Regions from separate parts of the Mus musculus genome. Here all the other regions are linked to region 5. A link is a contact called in public capture Hi-C, promoter capture Hi-C and targeted proximity ligation data. All regions are on one chromosome and are shown on one strand. The core of a region is the stretch at or near the end of the contact, and the rest is flanking DNA. Distances in the headings are between cores, read along the strand shown. Region 1 overlaps Dmrt1 (doublesex and mab-3 related transcription factor 1). Region 2 holds the start of Jak2 (Janus kinase 2). Region 3 holds the start of Insl6 (insulin-like 6). Region 4 holds the start of Dmrt3 (doublesex and mab-3 related transcription factor 3). Region 5 holds the start of C030016D13Rik (RIKEN cDNA C030016D13 gene). Region 6 holds the start of Cd274 (CD274 antigen). Region 7 holds the start of 1700018L02Rik (RIKEN cDNA 1700018L02 gene).

What was found. Promoter capture Hi-C pulls out the DNA fragments that hold promoters and counts their contacts. Capture Hi-C pulls out chosen DNA fragments and counts their contacts.
Region 1: a promoter capture Hi-C map of pre-B cells shows a contact between it and region 5, with 4 times the contacts expected there. A contact is called at or near these places in 3 of 39 promoter capture datasets (the 3T3-L1 cell line, hippocampal neurons and pre-B cells) and 2 of 130 datasets of targeted methods (large pre-B cells and pro-B cells).
Region 2: a contact with region 5 is called in a targeted proximity ligation map of astrocytes, with 5 times the contacts expected there. A contact is called at or near these places in 6 of 39 promoter capture datasets (the C10 cell line, cranial neural crest, hippocampal neurons and 3 more), 5 of 484 Hi-C or Micro-C datasets (cerebellum, embryonic fibroblasts, muscle stem cells and 2 more), 7 of 130 datasets of targeted methods (astrocytes, embryonic forebrain, embryonic hindbrain and 4 more) and 1 of 9 other capture datasets (liver).
Region 3: a promoter capture Hi-C map of pre-B cells shows a contact between it and region 5, with 5 times the contacts expected there. A contact is called at or near these places in 7 of 39 promoter capture datasets (the 3T3-L1 cell line, cranial neural crest, hippocampal neurons and 3 more) and 1 of 130 datasets of targeted methods (embryonic forebrain).
Region 4: a capture Hi-C map of embryonic tail shows a contact between it and region 5, with 4 times the contacts expected there. A contact is called at or near these places in 1 of 39 promoter capture datasets (pre-B cells) and 1 of 9 other capture datasets (embryonic tail).
Region 6: a contact with region 5 is called in a promoter capture Hi-C map of liver, with 2.5 times the contacts expected there. A contact is called at or near these places in 9 of 39 promoter capture datasets (3T3-L1-derived adipocytes, the C10 cell line, the HPC-7 cell line and 6 more), 10 of 484 Hi-C or Micro-C datasets (the N1E-115 cell line, cardiomyocytes, cerebellar granule neurons and 6 more), 4 of 130 datasets of targeted methods (astrocytes, embryonic forebrain, forebrain and 1 more) and 2 of 9 other capture datasets (adipose tissue and liver).
Region 7: a promoter capture Hi-C map of pre-B cells shows a contact between it and region 5, with 2.4 times the contacts expected there. A contact is called at or near these places in 14 of 39 promoter capture datasets (the 3T3-L1 cell line, 3T3-L1-derived adipocytes, the C10 cell line and 10 more), 1 of 484 Hi-C or Micro-C datasets (the N1E-115 cell line), 6 of 130 datasets of targeted methods (astrocytes, embryonic forebrain, embryonic limb bud and 3 more) and 2 of 9 other capture datasets (adipose tissue and embryonic stem cells).

Annotation. Positions count from the first base shown.
Region 1 is chr19:25,545,185-25,548,520 of GRCm38.p6, forward strand. Dmrt1 (doublesex and mab-3 related transcription factor 1) reads left to right here. Exons shown (of 5, transcript NM_015826.5): 3 at 635-918. Among named protein-coding and RNA genes, the nearest start is that of Dmrt1, 41 kb to the left of the region's middle.
Region 2 is chr19:29,249,562-29,253,102 of GRCm38.p6, forward strand. Jak2 (Janus kinase 2) reads left to right here and starts at 2,242. Exons shown (of 25, transcript NM_008413.4): 1 at 2,242-2,557; 2 at 2,876-2,958.
Region 3 is chr19:29,323,740-29,326,829 of GRCm38.p6, forward strand. Insl6 (insulin-like 6) reads right to left here and starts at 1,579. Exons shown (of 2, transcript NM_013754.1): 1 at 1,306-1,579. The coding sequence starts at 1,576.
Region 4 is chr19:25,608,682-25,611,965 of GRCm38.p6, forward strand. It overlaps Dmrt3 (doublesex and mab-3 related transcription factor 3), which reads left to right and starts at 1,856. Exons shown (of 2, transcript NM_177360.3): 1 at 1,856-2,586. The coding sequence starts at 2,118.
Region 5 is chr19:27,427,925-27,431,463 of GRCm38.p6, forward strand. C030016D13Rik (RIKEN cDNA C030016D13 gene) reads left to right here and starts at 2,113. Exons shown (of 1, transcript NR_027987.1): 1 at 2,113-3,539. It overlaps Pum3 (pumilio RNA-binding family member 3), which reads right to left and starts at 1,984. Exons shown (of 18, transcript NM_177474.5): 1 at 1,868-1,984.
Region 6 is chr19:29,365,677-29,368,929 of GRCm38.p6, forward strand. It overlaps Cd274 (CD274 antigen), which reads left to right and starts at 1,762. Exons shown (of 7, transcript NM_021893.3): 1 at 1,762-1,830. It also overlaps a transcript of Plgrkt not described here.
Region 7 is chr19:29,046,195-29,049,302 of GRCm38.p6, forward strand. 1700018L02Rik (RIKEN cDNA 1700018L02 gene) reads left to right here and starts at 1,289. Exons shown (of 1, transcript NR_028360.1): 1 at 1,289-2,535. Ak3 (adenylate kinase 3) reads right to left here and starts at 1,767. Exons shown (of 5, transcript NM_021299.2): 1 at 1,485-1,767. The coding sequence starts at 1,635.

The sequences.
Region 1 (3,336 bases), core at 702-3,201, 1.9 Mb before region 5:
CTGACTGGTCTTGTGTTGCTCCCGGGTTGGTCTTTCTTTCTCATCTCTCCTTCACTTTCCCCCTCTAATTTGCATCAGGTGAAGCTCCCATAACGTGGCTCCGTTGGTCTGCTCCTGGTCCATAGTCCTGGTCCATACTAAAGAATACCGTATCTACCATGGAAGGAAGTAAAAAGAAACTGTATGCTCTCAAACTCAGCCCCTTACTGAGTTCCTGGGGTGACGTTAACTTGATCACATGGTAAAGAATTCATAGGTTAATCGGGTCTGATCTCCAGTTCCTTGATGTTTGACTCCGGTCATGCCATTTACCCTACCTCAAAAGTGACTTGGTGTTCCCAGGGAAAATAACCTAGCCAAGGGTATTTCAGCTTTGCCATCAGCACAGAGCCGGCCTTGGAACCCTCCCCTTATGACTGAAGAAGCAGGGGAGGATGTCTCCCTTGCACTCCAGGTTCTTGGTTTGTCTTGAGGGTGAACGTGTGAGGCCCAGCTGAGCTGTAGAAGGCAAGATCTGTGGACCGCCTACATTAAATCTTACGACGTCACTCATTCCTTTATTGATTTACATCCCAAACGCTGCCCCTTAACCACATCTTTTTATTTTATTTTATTTTTCTCTCTTCTCTTTTAGAGGGACGCATGGTCATCCAGGATATTCCTGCTGTCACCAGCAGAGGGCATATGGAGAACACATCTGACCTGGTATCAGACCCCGCCTACTACAGCAGCTTTTACCAGCCTTCTCTGTTTCCTTACTACAACAATCTGTACAACTACCCCCAGTATTCCATGGCCTTGTCTGCTGAGTCCTCCTCAGGGGAGGTGGGGAATTCCCTCGGGGGATCCCCCGTGAAGAACAGCCTGCGGAGTCTCCCAGCACCTTACGTGCCTGCTCAGACTGGAAACCAGTGGCAGGTATGACCCAGAGTTAATGGAATATGTGAAACACGCATGCATGGAAGTGCACACACGTGCACACCATGTACCACGCACATGTTCTGTTCAGTACACACGTAGTCACAGTATGATGTGATGCACACTGGCCTATCTATCTGTTAATGTCAGCAAAGATGGGCTGCAGGGACTCAGGAAGGAATTGTGTATGGTTTTTAGGGTTCATTTTCAGCTTTGGTTTTTCTCACATTGTCATTTTGCAGAAATACCCAGCTGCCCAGAGTTAGATATATCTGAGGCCCCACCTCCTCCAGCCTGCTCTACCTTGGGGTAGCTTAGAATATGTTAGGTGCAGCTTCCTGGGTGGCAGTCATCTCCCAACAAACCCTGTTCATCAAGGTTCTCCTGTTTTTCTTTTTGAAAATACTAATTCTCAAGTCATCCCAGACTGGCCTCAAACTCACCAAGATCGGCCTGTCTCTGCAGTTGAACCTCGGCTGTGGGGCGGATCCCCTATAAATGCGCAGGCTCTTGGTTGCTTAGGGCTTAGACTCATCGCGTAAGCCCTCCGTTTTCTGTTGAAATCTTCTTGGAACTCTCTTCTGCTTTTCTTCACCTATGCAGGTGAGAAACAAGCACTAGTGTCTTGAAGAGAGCTGTTGTTTTAGGTGGCCAAGGGTAGAGCTTCCGTGTGTTCCTGAAATACTCAGTCCACAGTCACCGTCTAACATAACCTTTATCTCAGAAGTTTGAGGTTACTTTGGGGAATCTGCACAACAATTTTCTGTCAGTGTGATGGCACATAAGGCATAAGGAGGGACATTCTCAATGTATGCATAACAGAGAATGATCCAGGGAGACTGAATAAAGGACTGGGATGCGGCAGGGCTCTCTTAAGCCTCGCATCACCAACTGTGAACACAACTTGACTTTTAAAAATGTTTCAGTCATGCCTGCAAAATTCTTACATCAAAATAAGCCAACATAGCTATAAGCTGCCAACTTGCAAAATAAATACCAAATGCAGATGAGCAAGTGACTAGGACACCTGATAAAGGTCCCCAGGGTTTTCATGCCACCCTGTTCTCCTGCAGAGAGCTGCAGAGATGCTGAGTTGGCCTGCTGAGTGAGGGAAACCGAGCGCGGGTTAAGGAGCAGGAGTTGTAACCCTGGAAGGCCCATCCATCCATACTCAGTTACAACTTTTGATTTAGCCGTGCCACCTTGAGCAGGTACTTTGTCCTCTAAATCTCAGCTTTCTCTGATGGTGCTCCCATTTGTCACATGGACGAGTGACACAGTATGGTTCCAAAGTGACATGGTTGGCTTACTAGAGAGTTTCCATGTAAACAGAAACACTGCAGATCACAGCTGACGACCTAATTTCACTTCCTCTTCCCACTTGCTGTACTGTTTTTAGATCTATTGAATTCTTTGCTAGGCGTCCCTATGTATTGAGCTAGCTCCTTCGGTCATGCCTCCCAATAAAAAGAGTTAATCGTTTAAAAGCAAAATACTGTGATGTTTGGATCAAAGACTGAATGGAATGACTTTTTATAGTTTTGAGGAAGAGTTTGATTCCTTTGGGTAGTGCTGGAGAGATAGATGGTCCAGTGGATAAGGGTACTGACTGCTCTTCCCGAGGACCGGAGGTTCAAATCCTCATGGCAGCTCACAACTATCTGAAACTGTAAGATCTGATACTGTCACATAGACATACATGCAGGCGAAACACCGGTGTTCATAAAAATAAGGTAAATAAGTAAACAAAAAAAGTTAAAATATTGCAAAGCATAGACAAACATAATAATGGCATAAATGTGTTTGTTAAGATATGTCATACGAAAGCATTAAATAGTAAGCACATATATACTAGACATTTGTCTGGTGTTGAAGTGATAGAAATGAGGTGGCTTACACTGTAACCTGAAGGGGTTTTATTGTTTTATTTTTTATTTATTTATTTATTTATTTTTTGAGGCAGGATCTCACTGTGTAGTTCTGGGTAGCTTGGAACTTGCCATGTAGACCAGGCTGGCCTTGAACTCCCAAAGATCCACTTGCTTCTGCCTCAGGAGTGCTAGGGTCAAAGGTGTGCACTACCATGCCTGGCCCCAGAGTTGTCTCCACAGCTAGAGAGGTGGTCCCGTGGGTAAAGTGCCTGATATTCAGGTATAAGGACCTGAGGTTTGGACACCAACATCCTCGTTAAAATCCAGAAACGGTGGAATTCCCTGCTGATCCTGCTGATTGTGGGGTGTGAGCGGGTGGGTGCCTGGGACTTGCTAACCTGGAGTCTAGCCACATTGAGTGGGCTCCAGGTTCAGTGAGAGACCCTGCTTCAAAGTATAAGAGAGAACATGATAGAAGAATACACCCAGTGTTGACATCTGGCCTACATGTGTACATACTCACGTGTATCTACATATACACATGAAA
Region 2 (3,541 bases), core at 992-3,491, 1.8 Mb after region 5:
CCTGGACATATGTGTAATACATGTATGCTCAGTATCCAAGGTCAGAAGGAGGCCTGGGATTCAGTTCCAGGAGACTGAGATCCTAAATTACAGATGGTTGTGAGATACCACGTGGGTGCTGGGAACACTTGGCCATGAATTTTCCAACCTAGGCTTGCTTTGTTTATTTGAAACCAAGTCTTGCTATGTAGCCCAAGCTGGCCTGGAACTCAGAACCTTCTTGCCCCAGCCTCCTGAGTGTGGTATCACTTATGGCTGGCTTTATAGCACAACAGCCTAAGAACTATACAAAGATATAGAACACAAGGGCTGATCTCACACAGCGATACAGTCTTGTTACTGTTTGCCTATGGAAGGCAGCTCTGCTACCACAGAGAAAGGACAGAATCTTGCCTCCTGTCTCTACACCCAGTGCCACAGCAGACAACTAGCTATTGACTTTTATTTTTCCAGTCTGGCCATGCTAAACGTCCTAAATCTAAATGTCTTATCTTCCACCCCATACTTGTTTGTGCAGAGTTTCTGAAGGTCATAAAAGATTTTGTCCGATTCCTCAGAACTCTCCCTTATCTTTATTAGAGAATGCAGGAACTCTGTGAAAAGATTAACAGGTGGAACAAATCTCTAGCTTATGCCTCTACTAGGAATCGCATCTAGTGCTGGAAAGCATTCTACTACAGAGTGAAGAGAGATCAACATTCAAGACTATCATTGGCTCACTCTTACCTCACCGAGAATGATTTTCACTGTAAATGAGAATGAACAAGTTACTCAGTTTTCCTGTGTGGGTTGACAAAGGACTTAAATCCTATAAGCTTACTGTTAATCATCTATTTTTTTCTTGCCCACCTTATCTTTAGCTTTGGTGACATTTACTTAAAAGAAACCATGCATTGTGTAGTGGCCCACACCTTTGATCTCGGCATTCCCCAGGCAGGTAGGAGGATTTCTGTGAGTTCCAGGCTCACAGACTCAAAAATAAAGGAAAAAACAAAAAAAACAATAGATGTAAGATCTGAATAACAGCATCCGTCACGTATATAAGGGGACGTGGGTGTTGTGAATGCTTCATTTCGGTTGACAAACCTGGGGCTAAGAGAAAAAATAAGAAGCCCTATACAGAATGACCCCAGTTATTTCTTTGTCTTCTTATTTAGCCCCTTTCCTTTTACTGTCTTCCATTGAGGGTTCTTTCTTGGTCCTTAAAACACATTCCCTTTTCAGAATCCTTTTCATTGTTAGCTTCTTTCTTGAAACCAGATAGTTCCAGGACTGGATCGTTCTCATCCTTCACATTTCTGCTCAAATGCCACTCTAAGAGGTCTTTTCTGGTCATCTCAAAATAACATCTCCACTCACCTTTGTGTGTGTGTGTGTACCCGTTACTGGCAATCACACACAAAGAGCAGTGCAGATTTAAAGCCTCTTTTCTGGCTTCTATGAGAATAGCACATGCAGAATGGGTGCTGCCTTCGTCTCCTCTCCTGGGAGCCCTTGCCTAGCAGGGAACAAATTCTTGAATGAATGAACGTGGCTCTTTGGGACCCTATACGTCGTTTCTTCTTCCAAGCGGTCCCTTCGCAGAAGTGGTGGTTAACTGAAGTCAGGTACTTGGGTCTCAGCGCCCGGTCCACGGTGCCACGTCCCCTGGGCCGAGCGCTTAGGGCAGGGAGCCGCCTGTGGAAACGAAAGCAGGAAGGGGAAAGTCTCCGCGGAGGCAGCGGCCGCCAATCCTATCAGCTCGGACGCAGCGGGGCCTTCCCGGCCGGGCTGACTCATTCCCAGCCGTCTCCTCCGCGAGCCGAGGCCGCAAGCACGCTGCGCCAACCCGCACCCGCCCCGCTCCTCCTCCTCCTCGCGCGCTCTCGCCCGGGGGCTGCCCCGGGAATCTCCACGCGCGCCTCCGCTTCCCCGGAGCCCGCGGCCGCCTCCCCCGTCCCGGCCCAGCCCCGCAGAGCGGCCCCGCGGGCGGCGCAGGCGCAGTGGGGCGTGCCGGCCTCCGCCCCCCCGCCAACCCCCGCCGGCTTGCCCACGCCCCGCTCCGCCGCTCGGGGCCGCTTTCCCGAAGCTGCACCGCGCCGGAGCCCGCCGAGCAGGGCAGCTGAGCCGGCGTCGCGGGGCCGAGCGGAGGCGGCGTGCGGCCCCTGGAGGGCGGAGACGGGCTCGGCGCGCGGTGGGCGTGGCGTGGGCTGCAGGAAGCTGAGGCAGAGCAGAAAGGGGGCAGCAGCGGCCACCGCCGGCCTCCCGCCGCGCTGACAGGCTGGGCGGGCCCCCGCTCTGGGCGAGCTCGCGCGGCGTCGGCGCCTCGGCCGCGGCCCCGGCTCCGGAGGCGCCCGTCCGTCCCGGCGAGGGCTGCAGGCGGCTGCCGGGTCCGCCGCTGCGGGATGTGAGTGCGGGCCAAGCCCGCGCGGGAGGGCCCCCGAGGGCCCAGCCTGGCGGCCGCTCGACCCTGCGCCCGGCCCGGGGGCTCCCTAGACCTCGGCCCGCCCGACGCGTCTCGGAGGAGCGGATCCTGCGCGCCTCGGGGCGCTCCTGTGTGGCCCGACCCGTGTCGCCGGTGGGTGCAGTCCCTGGCTGCTGGATGGGGGCGGGGGGCAGCGGTTCTCCCTGCGATCCCGCCTCCTGCTTTCCCCTTAGCCCCCTGCTACTGGCAGGGAACTTCAAAGCTAGAAAACCTGCGGGTTTCCGACAGCCTAGGAAGGAGTGGCTAGCTGTTGATAAATGCATGCATCCCCTTGTGCCTTAGAACCCGACCCCCCCTCTTTCTTATTCTTCTGTACATTTTTCTAGTCATCTAAACAGCGCAGAAAAAAAAAAAGAGAGCATCTATTGGCCCTGGGTTTTTGAGTTAGTGACTTGCTGCTTCTGTTTTTAGGTTCCTGAAGCAGGCGACGGGAACAAGATGTGAACTGTTTTCCCTCCCCAGAAGAAGAGGCCCTTTTTTTCCCTCCCGCGAAGGTGGGTGTTAGCGCTCGGGGCTGCCTGGGTGCTGCAGTTAAAGACAAGGGTGTCTGAGATCTGCGAGCCAGTGCCTGCTAAGAAGGCTGGATGCTTGTGTACAACGGCAGGACTAATTGTTGCTTACTGCGAAAATGGCAGTGTTGAACTTTTCCTGTTGCTGTGGGAGAGTAATTGGGTGGTATTTATTGTGTCTCTTGGATCCTTAAAGAAGCGGTCTTTGTTGGTTTTACAGTGTGGTCTTGCAGAGGAAAACAATAAGTCGTCTCTTTCTCCCCCTTTCTCCCCAGTCTTAATTTTCAAGGAATTGAAATAACCTGTTGAGGGAACAAATTGGTTGTTTTTGCTGGGTTTCTGCTGCCACATTGAATGCTTCCTGTATTCACCTGCTTGCTTTGTTGGTTGATTGCTTTCCGGTGGTTACTAGTCTATCAGGGGAAACTCCTTTTCCCTGAATGAAAGGACCGAGCCGCTGAGTGTGTCACAGAGAGGAGGAGAAATGCGGAGAAGGGAAACAGAAGTGGGAATAAAGAAGCCGGAGGTTGCTTTTGGTTTCATAATAGGTTTGTATGAGTGAGTTGTT
Region 3 (3,090 bases), core at 329-2,828, 1.9 Mb after region 5:
TATTAATTCTGTAACATTTGAAATCAAACAGAAATGAATTCCTATGAAAATCTTGACAGACACAGATATATGAAAGCTACGCACATCGATGACAAAGAGATCGAAAGCAAAACTAGTCACACATAGATGGTTTTAGGGGTGAATTCCACCTAGTTGCAAAGGAAAGTAGTTTACAAGCAGTTCCACTTCATTTTATGACTCTCATTAATTCCTTATTTCCAAGTCAAGTAAGAACATTGATTTTTTTTTAAAGTTCTGATAAGTTGCTTCACTTACAAACACTGCTTTGAAAAAAACTATAAAATTAGTTAAGGGAATCTACAAACACATTTTACAACATAGGAGAAAGGCTAATATCAGAATGGCAAGGGTAGGTCAAGACCACGAGATCTCTATGCAATTCAGCACGCTAGTTCACCTTCAGTGCTGCTGCAAACCACAGAGAAGCTTCATCTGTCCCCATACTACAATCTACCTATCTGCATCGATGAGCTATCCATGCCGAGACTCATCTCATCCGCCCTTGTCCTTCCCTGTGCCCTTTATTAAGTTTTCACTTCACATGAATTGCTCCGTTGGCTTTGCTCTCCCTCTCTCAGCCCTTCTGGACGAACCTTACTGCCCTACGCTGTTGCTTCTTTTCCCCTCCTGTTCAGCACATCCTGACCTCCTCGCTCTTCCCCGTATAATTCAGACAGCAGTGTCTTTCCCCTAAATAAACTTTTCCTCTAAATAAACGCCCCCAATCCCATCCCATCCTATCTATGTGACTAGTTCCTCATCACCTATATCTATCTTCTGACAATGCCCCCGACAGTGGTTAATTTCAAATGAGCAAGAATTTATTTGACTCGTGATTTGAAGATGCTCCAGGGTCCAAGGACTTTTCCTGTAGCATCATCCCATAGCGGAGGTGCCGGAAAAGGAGGATGAAGTGATCTTGCAACAGATTCACTCAGGACAATCCACTTCTGTGATAATGGCCTGACTCCGTTTCAAGAAAATTTAATTCCCTCACTTCACTTCCTAACGCTGCCCTGGAGATTAAGCTTATAACACACGGAATTTGGGGTATACATGAAACCTAAGGCCATCTTTTTAATAAGGCCTACTCTGAACAAATTATTTCTTCTAAGTCTAAAGTGAACTTCATATAAGTCTGTATGGTTTTTAAAACTGTATTCACACGTACACTAGGTACAAATTCTATTTCCTACAGAAATTCACTGGCAGAGCAAAGTCAAGGATAAGAAAAGAGGAGTTTGCACACTGATAAGCTACCAAGCCTTCCCTTCAGAGTTTTACCTGGGTTTGTGAATCTTCTCCAGGCGGAGGAAGAAGGGTGAGGGTTGAAGGCTTTGCCCTTGCGTGAGTAGTGGGGAAAGAACTGTGTCATAGGACTTTGCTCCTCCATCTCGAACCGGCTCCAGTCACTTTGGCCACAGAGTTTTATAACTTCTATCAGCAGGTGCCTGCCGCACAGCTTCCTGGGTCTGGATTCCTCTTCCTCTTCCCTGGAGAAAGGAGTCAGTAGGAGTCCAAGCCACAACAGACAAGAACAGCACAGCTGCTTCATCCCTGGGCTCCGCCACAGGGCCGGGCGCGCTGCAACGGCCGTCGCCCCGCCCCCGCCCCGCCCCGCCCCGCCCCGCCTTCGCCACCCACCACGCCCCCAGCCACGCCCCTCTCCGCACCGCCCTCGGGTTGCCCTCCCTCGCAGGCAATCTTCTCCAGAACACTTTGGTTAGGTGCGGGGTGTTCCAGGCTTACATGGACTTCCGGCTTGCAGAAAGTTGAAATTAACAGGCTCTTTTGGCCTCAGAAATGCAAGTTTTAAAATGTCTTCTTTTCCTAACTTTATTCATTCATTTTCCTTGTCGTCAAAGTTGAAATTAACAGGCTCTTTTGGCCTCAGAAATGCAAGTTTTAAAATGTCTTCTTTCTCTGACTTTATTCATTCATTTTCCTTGTCGTGCGCTCCAAGAAACTGCCTCATGAAATATGAGAACCTAGGACTCTGAGATGCAGCATCCCCCCCACACCTGGAATGTGATCTTCTTTTTGCCTAGTGTTTACAGGAGCCATTTCTTCCCTTCGGAGAAACTTATCTCCTTCATGGATTATATTTTTTAACTTTAAAAAATTGGTACTGGAACTAGAGAGATGTCTTGGCAGTTAGGAGAACTTGCTCTTGCCGAGGATCCGGGGTCGCTTCCCTGTACCAACAAAGCAGCACATGGTAGTCTGTAACTCCGGTTCAGTACCAGTCATACTCGTGGTGCATATACAGACATGCAAGCAAACACTCATACATATCAAATAAAATAAATAAACCCTTTTTAAAAATTACTCATTCCATCGCGGTGTCTTCTCACATCTATCGCACTGTACTTCACTCTCTCTTACTCGCCTCCCTTAACCACCCTCTCCCAGTTCCTGCCTTTAGTAATTCCCCTTTTTGCTTTTTTTTAATTACATGTCCTCTATTAATTGATTGCCTCCTACCTTCTTTAAGCACTCATCCCTCTCGGAATCCCTTTTGTAGTTTCATGACCTACAAACACAAACATTTAAGCATACACATATATAAACACACAAATACATAGTTTTAAGTCTAGATTCTACATGTACATAAAAGCATCATTTAGTATCCGGTTCCCGGTAAAAATTGCCTTAATTTATTTATATGAGCACATTCTTTTTTACAATAAATTATCATCACCATTATTATTATTATATTATTATTATTATTATGATGTTTATTTACTGCTGATGTGTGTGTATAAGTTGGATCCAGTTCTCTCCATGCACCATATGGGACCCCAAGATCGTTGTCACATTGTCAGGCTTGGCAGCAAGTGCCTTAACCCGCGAAAGCATCCCACTGCCTGGGAATGCATTCTTAACTGCTACACACTATTATTAGCAGGATAATGGCTGAATGGATTTATTTAACTGAAAAAAAATTATTTGCATGCCTAATTTTGAGTGAATAAGTTCTAATATTATAAAATTAATTTCAGATGTATTTACTAGAATCCCATACTATTAATTTTACTCCAGAACATTGTCATAAAATATTTGTCTTTC
Region 4 (3,284 bases), core at 606-3,105, 1.8 Mb before region 5:
CCCTGTTTCGGGGCCCAAAGATCAACGCGTGACCCTTGTGCCCCGTCTCCACAATTTACAAAAGTCCTACTAGTTGTAGAGTTAGAAACTTGTTTTTCTGACCAAGGGTGGAAAGAGGCCAGGTTAGAAGGGTGGGGGGAAAAGGGCAAAAGCCAGGGGTACTGGTTCCGTGCAGTTTTGGGGAAATTATCTTGGAGATAGCATTCGTGTGCAAGGGGTTCCTTTCCAGTCCCAGCAGGTCAGCCCGGAACAACTATCAACTCCTCCACGCACCTGAAACCCGAGTAGCTAAGGGCATCGAGGGGGAAAAAAGGTACAAAGCTACATTTATATTCCGCGTTCAAAGCTCTCTCCCGGTTCCAAATCACTCTTCTGGGCAGAGAGCTTGCTGCTTGAACCTCGGACGACACAGTCCTAGAATTCACAGCAAACTCAAGATTGCCAGCGATGCTCTCTTCCTTGGCTGGCGGTAGGGCTGGGCACTGGAAAGCGACCTCCAGAAAGAGACTATGGTCTCTGTGCAGTTCAGGAGTCAGGTACCGCAGCAGACCCGTTTACGTTAACTTTCACCCACACAGTAAGAAGCGGAGCGCACGTTCCCAGGGGCCGCTAAAAGACCGTCCGGGACTTCCGTTGGCTCCTTCCCACTGAGTTGTTAAAGCGGTCCTGAGCCTACTTTATGCCTTGATTTTTGTTCGGTTGTTTTCTTGGTTGAGTGAAAAAAGGCAGCCTTCTCTACACGTACGTAGTAATACTCGACATTGGACAAACCAATACTGAAAACAAGCAAAGAGTATAAACGAAATTTATGCTGTAAAAAAAAAAGGCTTATGCAGTCTAAGGTTATACAGGAGACTCTTCATCGTCACGCAAAGATTGTTACGAGTAGGGTCTATTCCTTATTCTTAAGTAAAACACAGCGTCTGTGGGGATTTGAACTGGGCAATTCCGGACCTTGGCTGATTCAGTGGCCTTTGCGTGAACAAAATACCAGGTAACTTTGGGGCCACTAATGTGTCTTCTCCCTACACCCTCGGAAAGTTTAAACAGTGCTTAAGAAAAACATCCAAGAGAGCACTTGGCAGTCCAAGGCAGAGAGGTCATTCAAGGCAGAGATTGTTTATTTTAAAGACAAGAGGAGGTTAAGTAGAAAATTGAAGTTACCCTATAAAACGAGTTGTCTTCCTGAAGCCTGACAGATTAAAAAAAAAAATACTCATTTTTCTTCTGTAGCAATGAAAAAGAAACTAGATTGCAAAACCAAGCGAAGAATTCCCGAATCACTACTACCCCTCTTTTGATTCCTCTTGCCAGGTGGAGACTTTCCGGTTCTTGAAACCCGGTTCTCCCGGGGCCGACCTGCGGAGTACCCTCAATTCCCTCGCAAGCTCCGAATGGCTGAGGCCAAGGGTGGGAAGGAAAGCGGTCTAGGGCTCAGTGCTTCGAGGCCAGTGCTGGAGCGACGTGAGAGGGTAGGGGAGAGGCCTGCCGGCTGGCTTACAAACACCCACCCCCCTCCCCATCGTCCCCCGCCCCACACCCGGTCCGCCCAGCGCTCCCGCGGTACCGCAGCGGCGCAGTCCCTCCCGGCTCAGGAAGGGGTAACAGAGCGCTTGGCAGAGGGGGCTGTGAGCGCCCCCGCCTGAGAGGCCAGGCTGCAGGTGGCGGGGAAGGTGAGGTGCAGGAACCCGAGGGGTGCCTGCCAGGGAGGAGGAAAGCGCGTGGGGAGCGCAAGGAGGCTGGGACCCCGATTGGGGGGGGGGTGGCGGCGGGAGGGAGGAGGGACTGGGGGGGGAGGGTGGCGGAGGAGGTGCTGGGTCCAGTCTGCGAGGAAGGGACCAGGGAAGGAAGTGGCTCAGACCGTAATCAGAGCTCTCCCCGGCTCCTTGCAGCTGCTGGAGAGCCTCAGCGTGGGAGGACCTGCGGGTGGAGCCTGCGCCCCGAGAGCGGCGGGCAGAGAGGCGGCACGCGTGGGTACCGGCGGGCTGCGAGCGCCATCGGAGCCGGGGAGACTGCTGCCGTAGCTCCGGCCGCCGCGGACCTTCCGGGGCCTCCCGAGAGCGGGCCTCCGAGCTCTGTGCTCCAGCTCCCGCCGCCGGCCGGGGGGAGCCCTGGGCATGAACGGCTACGGCTCCCCCTACCTGTACATGGGCGGCCCGGTGTCGCAGCCGCCGCGGGCGCCCTTGCAGCGCACGCCCAAGTGCGCGCGCTGCCGGAACCACGGGGTGCTGTCCTGGCTCAAGGGCCACAAGCGCTACTGTCGCTTCAAGGACTGCACCTGCGAGAAGTGCATCCTGATCATCGAGCGGCAGCGGGTGATGGCGGCGCAGGTGGCGCTGCGCAGGCAGCAGGCCAACGAGAGCCTGGAGAGCCTCATCCCGGACTCGCTGCGGGCTCTGCCAGGGCCCCCGCCGCCGGGGGACGCTGCGGCCACCGCCGCTACCGCCTCGCAGTCGTCGCCAGCCTCCCAAGCGTCCCAGCCGCCCGCGCCGCCTCGTCCCACCGCGGAGTTGGCCGCGGCCGCCGCGCTGCGCTGGGTCGCGGAGCCCCAGCCCGGGACGCTGCCAGCGCAGCTTGCTAAACCAGGTGAGAGCGTCTGCGGCGCTGGGGTCGCGCTCCGAATGAGGGAGCTTCGAGGGCTCTTCGGGATCGTGGGGGAAGGCCGAAGACAAGTTTGTGGGAAGTGGACCTGGTTGGACCTGCCCCACCCCCACCAGGCACCGGTTCTTACTCTCCCGGAAAGGGGGTCTCGAGAGTCTGAAGCCGATGGAACCCAGGAGCCCGCCAGAGGGGCCAACCAGATCGCCTGGCTGTGTCCCTATCGTCAGAGGCTTTCCCCGGGTTGAAAGGGAACATAGCAGGTCAATTTTAAAAATAAAATGATGTCTTGGGGAAGACCGACTTTAAACACACCACAATGAGGAGGGTTATCCGGGCTGCGGGTTTTAGACGGGTGGGGGCTCTCACTTGGAGCGAGGGGGTAAGTAGGTGCTGGCTAGCAGTCAGGGCCCAGTGCTTTGCTGTTTCTAGGTGATTCTTGGCTTGGTCCGGAACAGGCGTTTTGTCTCTTACTTAAAGGAACTAGGAGTCGTTTTGTTTTTTTTAGCCAGGCTAAGAGGCCTCAAGACTTAGAATTTGAAAAAAAAAAAAAAAAAAAAGGCGCCTTTTAAGAACTCTAAGGAAAAGGCTCCAAAGTGAAGCTACTTAACTCTCTTTTGCTGAACTACTTCTTTGGTCCTTTATTGCCATTTCCCGGGCTGCTGTGGTGTGAAGAAATTAAAACC
Region 5 (3,539 bases), core at 863-3,362:
AGTTCAAGGCTACTCTGGGCAACATAAATTAGAGGCAAGTCTGGGCTACATCGTGAGATACTGTTTCAAAACTCAAAACAAAACAAGATGTTCCTTAGGACGCTGGAACATCTTGGGCAGGGGTCCATGTTATATTTGAGATTGAGAAACACTAAATCAAACAGCAATAGCCAGCAAGTAAAGATTTTCCAAATTCTCTAATTTGCTACTATGAACTATCCATTGCACAAGACTTCCTAAACCTAATAGAACCAAATTTGTCCAGGAAACACTCTGGAAAATGCAGTGGGTTTGATGCCCAGCAGTGTATACACAGGGTACAGATCTATAATTCCAGCACAGGACCTGCTCAGCTTCCTGCGGGGCATCTCTTTTTCACTTTTTCATTTTATTACCTGGTAAGACATCACATTCGCATTTGCATTTCTGCATGTAGGTTTCATGTACTACCACATGCTAAGCAATTGTGCCAATGGCCCTCACATGTAGCTGTCTAGAAAAACCTTATTTACATACTCTATTTTAAAACTATGCCTCTTACATTAGAGTTAAAACGATATAGAGCCTATAGATCTATTACCCAGCTTCCCCACTGACAACTTAATAAGACAGTGTAATGAAACTTATGAAAATAACACTAGTATAACACAGGGTTTATTTGGAAATCAATTTTCTCATTCCTGTCCTCTTCCTATTCCAAGATACAGTTAATGTAGCCACCTCATGTCCTTTTTTCCAGGTTATGTCCCCTTTGGGAGTTTAAGATTTTCATTATTAGACTGAGGTTATGCTTGGGCCAGGGGAAGGGGTGGCACATGACAGCAAAGAAGTGCTGCTCTCACAGTGACAAAGCTATGCGGCAGTCATGATGATGTTAACCCTGGTCACTTAAAGCACTGTTCACCAAGTTACTAAGCAATCAAATTAACGGCTAATCCAAGAGCAAGACAAGCAAATTAGGTATTCTAGACTGTGCAGCCTTGGGACCCTGAGATAACGTCCTACACAGACCTGAGTCCTCAACACTTCTTGATTATGTATATAACTGGCGTCTTATGCTTAATGTCTGAGACACAATCCTCTGCATTCCACTACAAATTACTATCTTTCTCTCCCTGTCTATTCCTGCTGTATTCAACGGGGACCATCTACTCCACTTCGCAGAGAGAAAACTGGAGCACGGCTCCTGATGTTCACTTCTTTGGTAGTCATCGTGTACCCAACAGTAAGTTATCCTGCAGTCTCCTTAAAGATACCTCTGTCTCTACTACCAACACTCAATGCAAATCATCAAAAATCTCCTTAAGAGAGTCAAGACCTACCATGAGCCTCCCGATCTTTTCTAATAATCCTTCATTATTTTATATGCCTAGGAACACAAAGCAAAATACTTCCCACTACACAAAAATAAAGAGACTCGACACCAAGGCTCCACAGTTCTACCTTCCTCTTTGTCCAGTCCGCGCCTTACTCCTGACTTCCACCTCCGGGACATCCCACTGCCTCTGTTTAAAATACTCTTGCCTCCCATCATGCTTGGCTTATGGATCGCTTCAGTTTTCCCTGCACTGCTCCTATGCACAACGTCTGACACGGGACGAGTGGGCTGACTGTGACTCGCACAGGCCGGAGTTTGACAGCGAAACTTGTTCCTTTAGCTCTACAATAATCAAGTTAACAGAGAGGGCTTAACCCCTGCCCTCGCCAGGGTTCCTCCAACTCCGGGCCAGAGAAGCGGCCAGGTAGACCGTCCCGGAGATGGAGCTGAAGACGCCGCTCGCCCACCACCCCGCAGAGCTCCCCGCTCCCGAGCGGCCGGCGGACACTCGCCCCACACTTCCCGCACCAAACTCTCCACAACACTCACCGCACACGTGGGGCAGAAACTCGCAGAGTTCCGCCACCACCCCCCGCCGCTTCCGCTTCCGCTTCCGCGTTCTGCCCCGCCCCGGATCCGCTGATTGTAGCGTTACGTCCTGGTACTGGGGTCAAGGGGTGGAGCTTAGGAAACACGAAATCCGTAGTTCCTGTTGGTCCATTTTCGCCACACCTCTCGTCTGAGAGGGCTGCATGAGTTTTGGCCCTCGAAGGGATCCGTCCCGTGGAAGACGAGTCCGTGGCTTGGGAAAGTGACGCTTGAGCCTGCAGATTTCTGGGAACGACGCGGGTTCTCGCGAGGGCCACCCAGGTCCTGAAGGAGTTAAAAGACAGCGAAGTCTGCAAGCTGGGTTAGCGTTGGGACAGCTCGCTCGTTAGTGTCTGTTTGCGTCGTTAGTCTAGCCTGGAGGGTAAAAGCTGTACCGGAGTCTCTTCTGTTGTAATCGTGTTTGCCAACACCCATGTCTCCCTTATTTCCCACCCTAGCTGCGAATCTCCGGATAAATTAGATCCCTCGGGAACCATAAGTGTAAAGAACGGAGCACAGTCAAATATTGTGAAAAGCTCTTTCCATAAATGTGTGTGTGGCGTTTTTAATGTAGGCCCGTTCTTGGGCATGCATTTTTTCCCCCACGGTTCCACTTTAGGATATATATTTAAGGTATTACTCCATTTTAGCGAGGAAGCAATAGAAACAAACTTGGTCTTGGGGGCTGCAGAGATGGCTAAGCTGTTTTCTGCTCTTGGAGAGGACTTGGGTTCATTTCCCAGCACCTACATGGCGGCAGTTCCAGGGGATCCCACGTCGCGCCAAACAACAGAACCTTACTGCCTAACTGTTCTGAAATGCAGATGTTAGTTGGTTGAGCAGGGGGCCCTTTTTGAAGCCCCAAGGAGTGAGTGGACGTCCCATGTATCTTCAGCATCTGGTGCTTCAGACGTTCCTTGGCTTATACCTGACTCCTGCCCCTGCCTTTCATTCTCTTCCGTCTTTGTTGTGAGAACACTTGTCAGTTTGTTAAGATAGCTTGCAAATAAGCTTAGAGACTATAATTCCCTGTGGACACTGTCTCTTGTGTCGCTGGTAACACATCTTTAAGTGTTACGGCTCTGTTAGGGGAAGGCTTCAGCTGCTGGGAAAGTTTCCCTGATGCAGGTGTTACAGCTTTGCTCTGGCTCATAGAAAATTTTCCCTGTGACAGTTCTGCTCCAAAAGGTATCCTGGCAGTCAGGAGCCAAGGAATACCACAAAGTCTTGCTGCACAACTAAGCTCAGGCAAGGGATTAATTTGGAGGGAAAAGCTAAGGAGGGTGGTTGCCCTGCTTGGAAGAGAAGCAACAGAGAACTGGGCAGAATTGGGGGATGGGGAAATATATCAGGATTCTGGGGTGGGGGGTTACTTTCCAGGGTGGTCTGGGATTTTATTTTACTTTTTTCTTGTACGGCGAGACCTGGGCTGGGAATGGCTATTACAGCCTTTAAAAGATGACCATTAGGGAAGTCAAGGGCACATGTGTGTGTGGGGGGGGGGGTCTGGCTATTTCCTGCCTTGAAGCACTAGAAAGGCAGTTACAGCTGTTTTAGCCTTTACACCCTTGCTAGAGCTCCTGAGGCCAAGACCTAGCCACTTTTGTGCCTTGAGGATTTACAACGGCTACTA
Region 6 (3,253 bases), core at 512-3,011, 1.9 Mb after region 5:
GCACTGGGGAGGCAGAGGCAGGCGGATTTCTGAGTTCGAGGCCAGCCTGGTCTACAGAGTTCCAGGACACAGAGAAACCCTGTCTCGAAAAACCAAAAACAAACAAACAAACAAACAAACACAAACCTATTAACTAGAAATATGTTTTGTCTGTGCACGTGTATATACACACACATATGTTTAGACTGAATTTCCACATATAAAGTCTATATTTTATTTTCAGTCAGCCAACTAATGTTATCTCTAACTTTAATTGCTTTATTCTATTATTGGGGTTCAAAAGACATTTGGAAGAGGGACTATCTCAGCTGAGGCTCTGGTCTTATTCCAATTTTATTGTTGCTGTTTAGAGTGCCACATTCTCTATAGATCCTTTAGGCAGCATCAACCCCAATGACTTCCAAGTTAAAAATGGAGATGCTTTGAGAATGTGAAAATCTCATTACAACTAAGCCAGCGGACACCCCAGTATTCACCCAGTGCACTACTTTGGAATAGTAGTTTTAGTAAGTAAGTGGGGGAAAGCAGAGAATGAAGAAGGCCCTTGAAGTCCAACAGTGAAATGTTTAAAGATGACAGTGCTCTGTGGAGTTCCCAAGGTTTTGTCTTGGAAAAAGTCCACACTTCCAGTTCGCAGAAAGTCTTTCTCAACATCATTTAGAATAGACTTCCCCCACCTGGATCCCGAGACTGGCCGTGATCCACAGCGTTCACAAAGGGCACGGTTCGAGATGGGAAGTTCTTGAACGGCAAGACAACTGGTTTCATTATGTCGAGGAACTTTGAGGAAGTCACCAAATCCACGATTTAAAAATATATTTCCTATTATACAGACACACCTACTTTCTAGAATTAAAACTGAGTCATTTGCTTGATATTAACTCTATAGGTTGTATAACTCTATATGTAAAGTCATGTCAAGACTGTCACGTATCCACGTATCCAGAAAGGGCTTGAAAGAGATGGGGAATCGGATGGTAATTTGAAGTGTCTGGATTCTGAAGATAAAATTTAAGTCAGAGATCTTATGACTTCAGATATTTTGCTTCTAAAGCGCTCACTGCTCAAGCCTGAAGATTTGAAATTCGGGTCCTCATTACCCATAATAAATGCAGTGATGGCCCATTTCTGAGACCCTAGCCCTGGCAGCAGGGGCGCGGATGGGGATCCCTGGACCACGCTGGCCGGCTAGTTTGGCCAGCTGCGAGCCCGAGGTTAGGTAAGAGAGACCCTCTTTCAAAAATCAAGGTGGGAGCTGTAGAGGAAGGCAACCTATGTGGATCTCCAAGCACACGCTCCCCCCCACCCCCACCCCCGACCTCAGGTTCCACTCCCACCCAAAATAGAGCTGAGTTGTTTACTCTGGACTGTTTCTTTGAGGGAACCTGATTTACAAGAAAGCTAATGCAGGTTTCACTTTCACTTTTAGTTTCGTTTTTAAATAGTGTTTGTTTGTTTTTGTTTTTATCGACAGCCTCTCAGTAGCAGCCCGGTTGTCTTGGAGCTCTCTCTATAGACCAGAGACTCACCTGCCACTGGCTCCTGAGTACTGGAATTAAGGCGTGTGTCACCGCACCGAAGCCTAGTTTCGTTTTTTCTTAAACTGTGAATATCCCAAAGCTGACTCTAAAGTCATCCGCAGGAAATACTATGAGATAAACTCATGCTCAAAGGGACTGGGTGGCTTCGGTTTCACAGACAGCGGAGGTTGGACAAGGCTTCCGCGGAGTGGGCGGGGCTCTGAACTCGAGATAAGACCAGGAAATCGTGGTCCCCAAGCCTCATGCCAGGCTGCACTTGCACGTCGCGGGCCAGTCTCCTCGCCTGCAGGTAAGGGAGCATCTTCTCGCGGAATCCGCTTGCAGGGCACTTTAAAGAGCCAGAATCCCTAGACCTTTTTAGGACGGAGAAGGGAACCGGTTTCCTGGGAAAGTTAAGAACTCAGAATCCGCAGTTTTGTGTGTTTATGGATCTTGTGGGTAGGTAGCTGGGTCAGAAGAGATGAATTAATTGGTCCTAGCGCGACTTGACTGTTTGCTAGCAATGACTGGGTCTTTCCACTTGAAGCATCTCCGGAGGTCCCTTCCTCTGTCGAGGTCTAGGATGCTGGAGCTTAAGATTTTCATTCTATCTGCCCAGAGAACCTAAAGGATTTTTGGAAGAAAATGTCCCAAACAGTTCTTAGATACAGTGACCTAGGCTATGTTAAAGTTTAGGTTGGGGTTGTCATAAGAGGTGAAAGTACAATATTCTATCTTTTTTTAAAAATAAATTATTACAGGTGCTTTCCTATGAATTACTTAGCCAGTTTTTTTTTAATTGCTATATTCCATTGTGCTGGGTTATTAAAGGGCATCACTCTCCCACTGAGGAATGCACAGGTTAGTAATAGTGCCTTACTAGCTCAGTCATCCACTGACCATCTGTGTATGTGACTGTCTGGAATATGGCTAGGTATTTCATTTAGATAAACTCTTATATGTATAAGTACTTCATTATGTTTGAGTGTCTGAAAGGCCTTTGTGTAGAAAAAAAAAAAACAACAACCTGAGAATACATTCCAGAAAGTATCCGCAGCTGATGATGATAGTGACCAAGCGGTGTTTAAGGAGAACTTTATACAGGGAAAATATTCACCTTTCCCAGCTGAGCATCATAGATAGGAAGACATGATAGTGGTTATATGCTGCTCTAAGGAGGGATGGAGAAGGGATGGATTTGAGCACAGGGTTCAGGATCATTTGATAGAATTTGAAAACTGGGTAAATTTTCACTCTTTTGAGAAAGGAAGTTTGCATCTGCTTCCCCTCCCCGCCCCAGGCACTCTTCCCCCCCCCATCCCCCCCCGTGCCCCCCCCCCCCATGGGAAGATAAAGAAGTGGCGTTCCAAGATCTTCATCTGGACTTCCCCTGGGACAAACCTATTTCCCCATCTTGAATGAGCGTCACTTCTTTACTTTAAACTCTGTTCTGTGAAAGGCTCTCAGCTCTTGTCTGGGAATTTGTGAAAGGTTACAGTTTCTTGCCGGAGGGAGGGAGAAGGTGACCCTGGACTCTTAGCCCATGTAAGAGGTGCAGGTTTAGAGGTCAAAGGCCATGCTGATTTACATGGTCCCTGAATTTCCCCTTTTGATCTACTGCTCACACCTGCACCCTGAGAGCCAGGGAGGGGAGGATATGATACTGAAGAAGGTGACTATCAGACCCAACCCATCACCTTTCAGACTTTATACTAAGCTTTAAAGCAGACTCA
Region 7 (3,108 bases), core at 39-2,538, 1.6 Mb after region 5:
CAATCTGTTGCACTAAGAACATTTAGCAAGAGTCAAATAACCTTTCGATAAACTTTAATTAACTGCAGCCTTTATTATTTCTTAAGGTCGACATTAGAAGAAAACGAAAACATGCTTGAGGGGTGCAGAGGATCGAGCCAAAGAAACTGAAAACTGTGGGTTTTCACACACCCCCACCCCCACGCACACACTTGAATATCAGTGTCTTTTAAACAAACAAAAAACACCCTTTCCTAGAAACTAGCTATACACCCGCCAGGAGGGAGTGGAGAGGTAAATAAATCGCGGTAGATTCAGCAGACACAGGGTAAGCAGTGCAGTGCGGAACCGGACAACGTCTCCATATGGGATGGCAGGCTGAATGCAGTGTGCGAAAACACTGATGTGGAGTAAGTAGATGGTAACTTGATACACTGAGGTTGTAAGAAGGAGCTTTACACAAAGACATTTCCAGAAGGAGATAGACTGTTTCTCTCCGAGGTTCTGGGCTGAGGTAGGGACTAAGAGAAAACTTTGCTTTTTACTTTATACATTTCTGTCTTCCCTCCTCTCCCTGGCCTTTACTTTCTTTTTTTTAAAACCTTGAACAGGTATTATTTCTGTGTAAATAAGCTTCAAATGAATTTTCAAAATAGGCACTAGTTTGAAATTGAAGGTCAACACTATTGTGGAGAAACACATCTAGTGCAAGCTTTTAAAAAATAGTTTACAGCTGTTAGTTGGCTGGCGCCTGGAATCCCAGCACTCACTAGGGAGGCTGAGACAGGAGGATGTCAAACTTAAGTTAAAGTTATCCTTGAATACATCGAATGACACTGTCCCAAAAAATAAATTTAAAAATGCTTTTCTTAAAATAGAACTTACCACAAACCCACCCTTTGTAAAGTGTTGGCTAGATTTTTTGTGCTGAGTTAGAAGACTTTGGAAGGAGAAACACAGCAATCGTTTATGTAACTGTTACAAGGACAACTTTAGTGACTAAGAAATGTCTGGGGGCATCAAAATCTAAGCCAACTTTGTGACTGCAATGAAAATAAGTAATACTTGACCTTGCAGAGAGAAAGGTCAGAATTACAAGATCCCACGGAGCTTACCATGGGCGGGAGGGGGGGGTGTAGGGAAAAAAAAAAAAAAGAAGCTAGCCCTGGCAGAGCCAAAGCCTGCCTTCTGCATACAAGGACACGTGGAGAGACAGGCACAGCTCCCCCCGGCTGGACCCCCACCGCAGCTGCCAGCTGTGTCGAATGAGCTTCTAAAAACAAAGCCAAGGGCTTTCCTTCAGTCTTTGAACTTCCTAGTCCTTTCCTTCCCCCTCCCCCATCTACCCGAAGCTGCCCACGGAGGCCAGAGGATTCGGGGCGCAACGGCTCTTTCCCCAGGCGAGGTCGGGGAGCGCTGCACCCGCGTCGCAGGACCCTCGACCCCGGCCCGCAAAGCCCCGCCGGGACGATCGCACGCCGCCAGCCCTCGGTCTCAGCTCCCACCTGTGCCCTGCAGCATGTTCTGGCGGAGCAGGTCCCCGCTGGAGAGGTGCTTCAGCTCGAAGTGTTTGGTGATGCGTGACGACACGGTGCCCTTGCCGGAGCCCGGGGCCCCCATGATCACGGCGCGCAGCAGCCGCCCCGACGCCCCCATGGTGGCTGGCGGTGGTCCGAGCTGCGCAGACGCTGGTCTGTGGCCTGGCCTGCGCGCTCACAGGCTCCGCGGCCCTGGAGGGCTGGCAGCTGCAAGCGGGCGGTGGCCAGGACGCCCGGCTCTCCCGGAAGTGAGCGACGGCCACCGGGGCCGCCCCGCCGGCTGCTGCACCGCCCCTCCGCGCCCCTGCACCCCACTCCCTTGAGCTCCACCCGGCGCCTCTTGGCATCCCCAGACCCTCGTGCCCTGTGCTGCCTGGTCCCAGCCTGCAGGCTGCGCCCGTCTGCATTCTCCCCAGTGGACAACCTCTGAGCACCCCGTTCTACTTCTAGTCTCCCGCTGGCACCTCTGAGTGCCTGGATTTCATTTTTTTCCCCCCTCTGTGTTCACCTTTTTCACCCTTAGTCTTTTCTAAGAGCCAAGTTCTGTCCTGCTCAGACCCAACAGGAAGCAGCATGCCCCCGTGTTGTGTCCCCTCGGCCCCTCTGGTTCACCAGGTGTTCCCCACCTTTTCACACCAATCCTCCCTTGACCTTCTTCCCTCTGCCTTTTCACCCCATTTCCTTCTCCTCCAGGGGTGACCTGGAACCCTCCTCACAGAAGCTTTCATCAAGTGAAGTATGTGTCTCATCTCCCTGAATCCACTTTCAGAACCAAAAGTAGCTGTCACCGTTAACTTCCGCAGAGGTCAAACATACTAGCTCCTTCAGAAATGCATTCATTTCAGGAAGAGCTACCCAGTGCCTACTGTGTGCCACTGTACTTAGAGGCCTCCGAGAATGCTATGCTGAACAAACCCGAGTTTCTACTGCTGTCCGTTTGTTTTCTTGCTTGTTTGTCCAGGGGTGGAAGTAAGGCTTTTTGAAACAGTACTGTGAATAAAAACAATAACAAACCAGCAGGCAGCAGTGATAGACGTCTTTAAACCCCGCACCCAGGTAGAGGCAGGCAGATCTCAGGATTCCTGGCCAGCCTGATCTACAGAGCGAGTTCCAGGACAGCATGGGCTACACAGAGAAACCCTGTCTTGAAAAACCAAACAACAACTAACCAGAAGGTGTGGGAGGGAGCAGTGATGCCCTGGCGTGGGCTCTGAAAACTGAAGTACAGAGAGGGAGAGTGAGGTACGAACGGATGCAGAAGAGAAGCGATTGAGTCTTATTTTATCTGTAAAATGGACGCAGGAGATTGGTGTGGAGTAGAACGGTGTGTGGATTGCCTGTACAAGACCAACTACAAAGTGCTCCGTAAACGTTGCCCACTGTCCGCCTGATACGGTTTCCTTGTGCCGGGCACCGGGAAAACAGAAAAGTGTCTCTAAAGGAAACACCATGTGTGCCCCCTCAAAGGCTGCCAAATGACTGGTTCAGAACTACTTGCTGTTTCCAAGTAATTATTTCGGGGGTGATGGAGAGGGTAGCAAGGTAGGTTTGCTTGCTCAGAGAGAAGACGTGGTCTCCGTGGCAAGGTGAG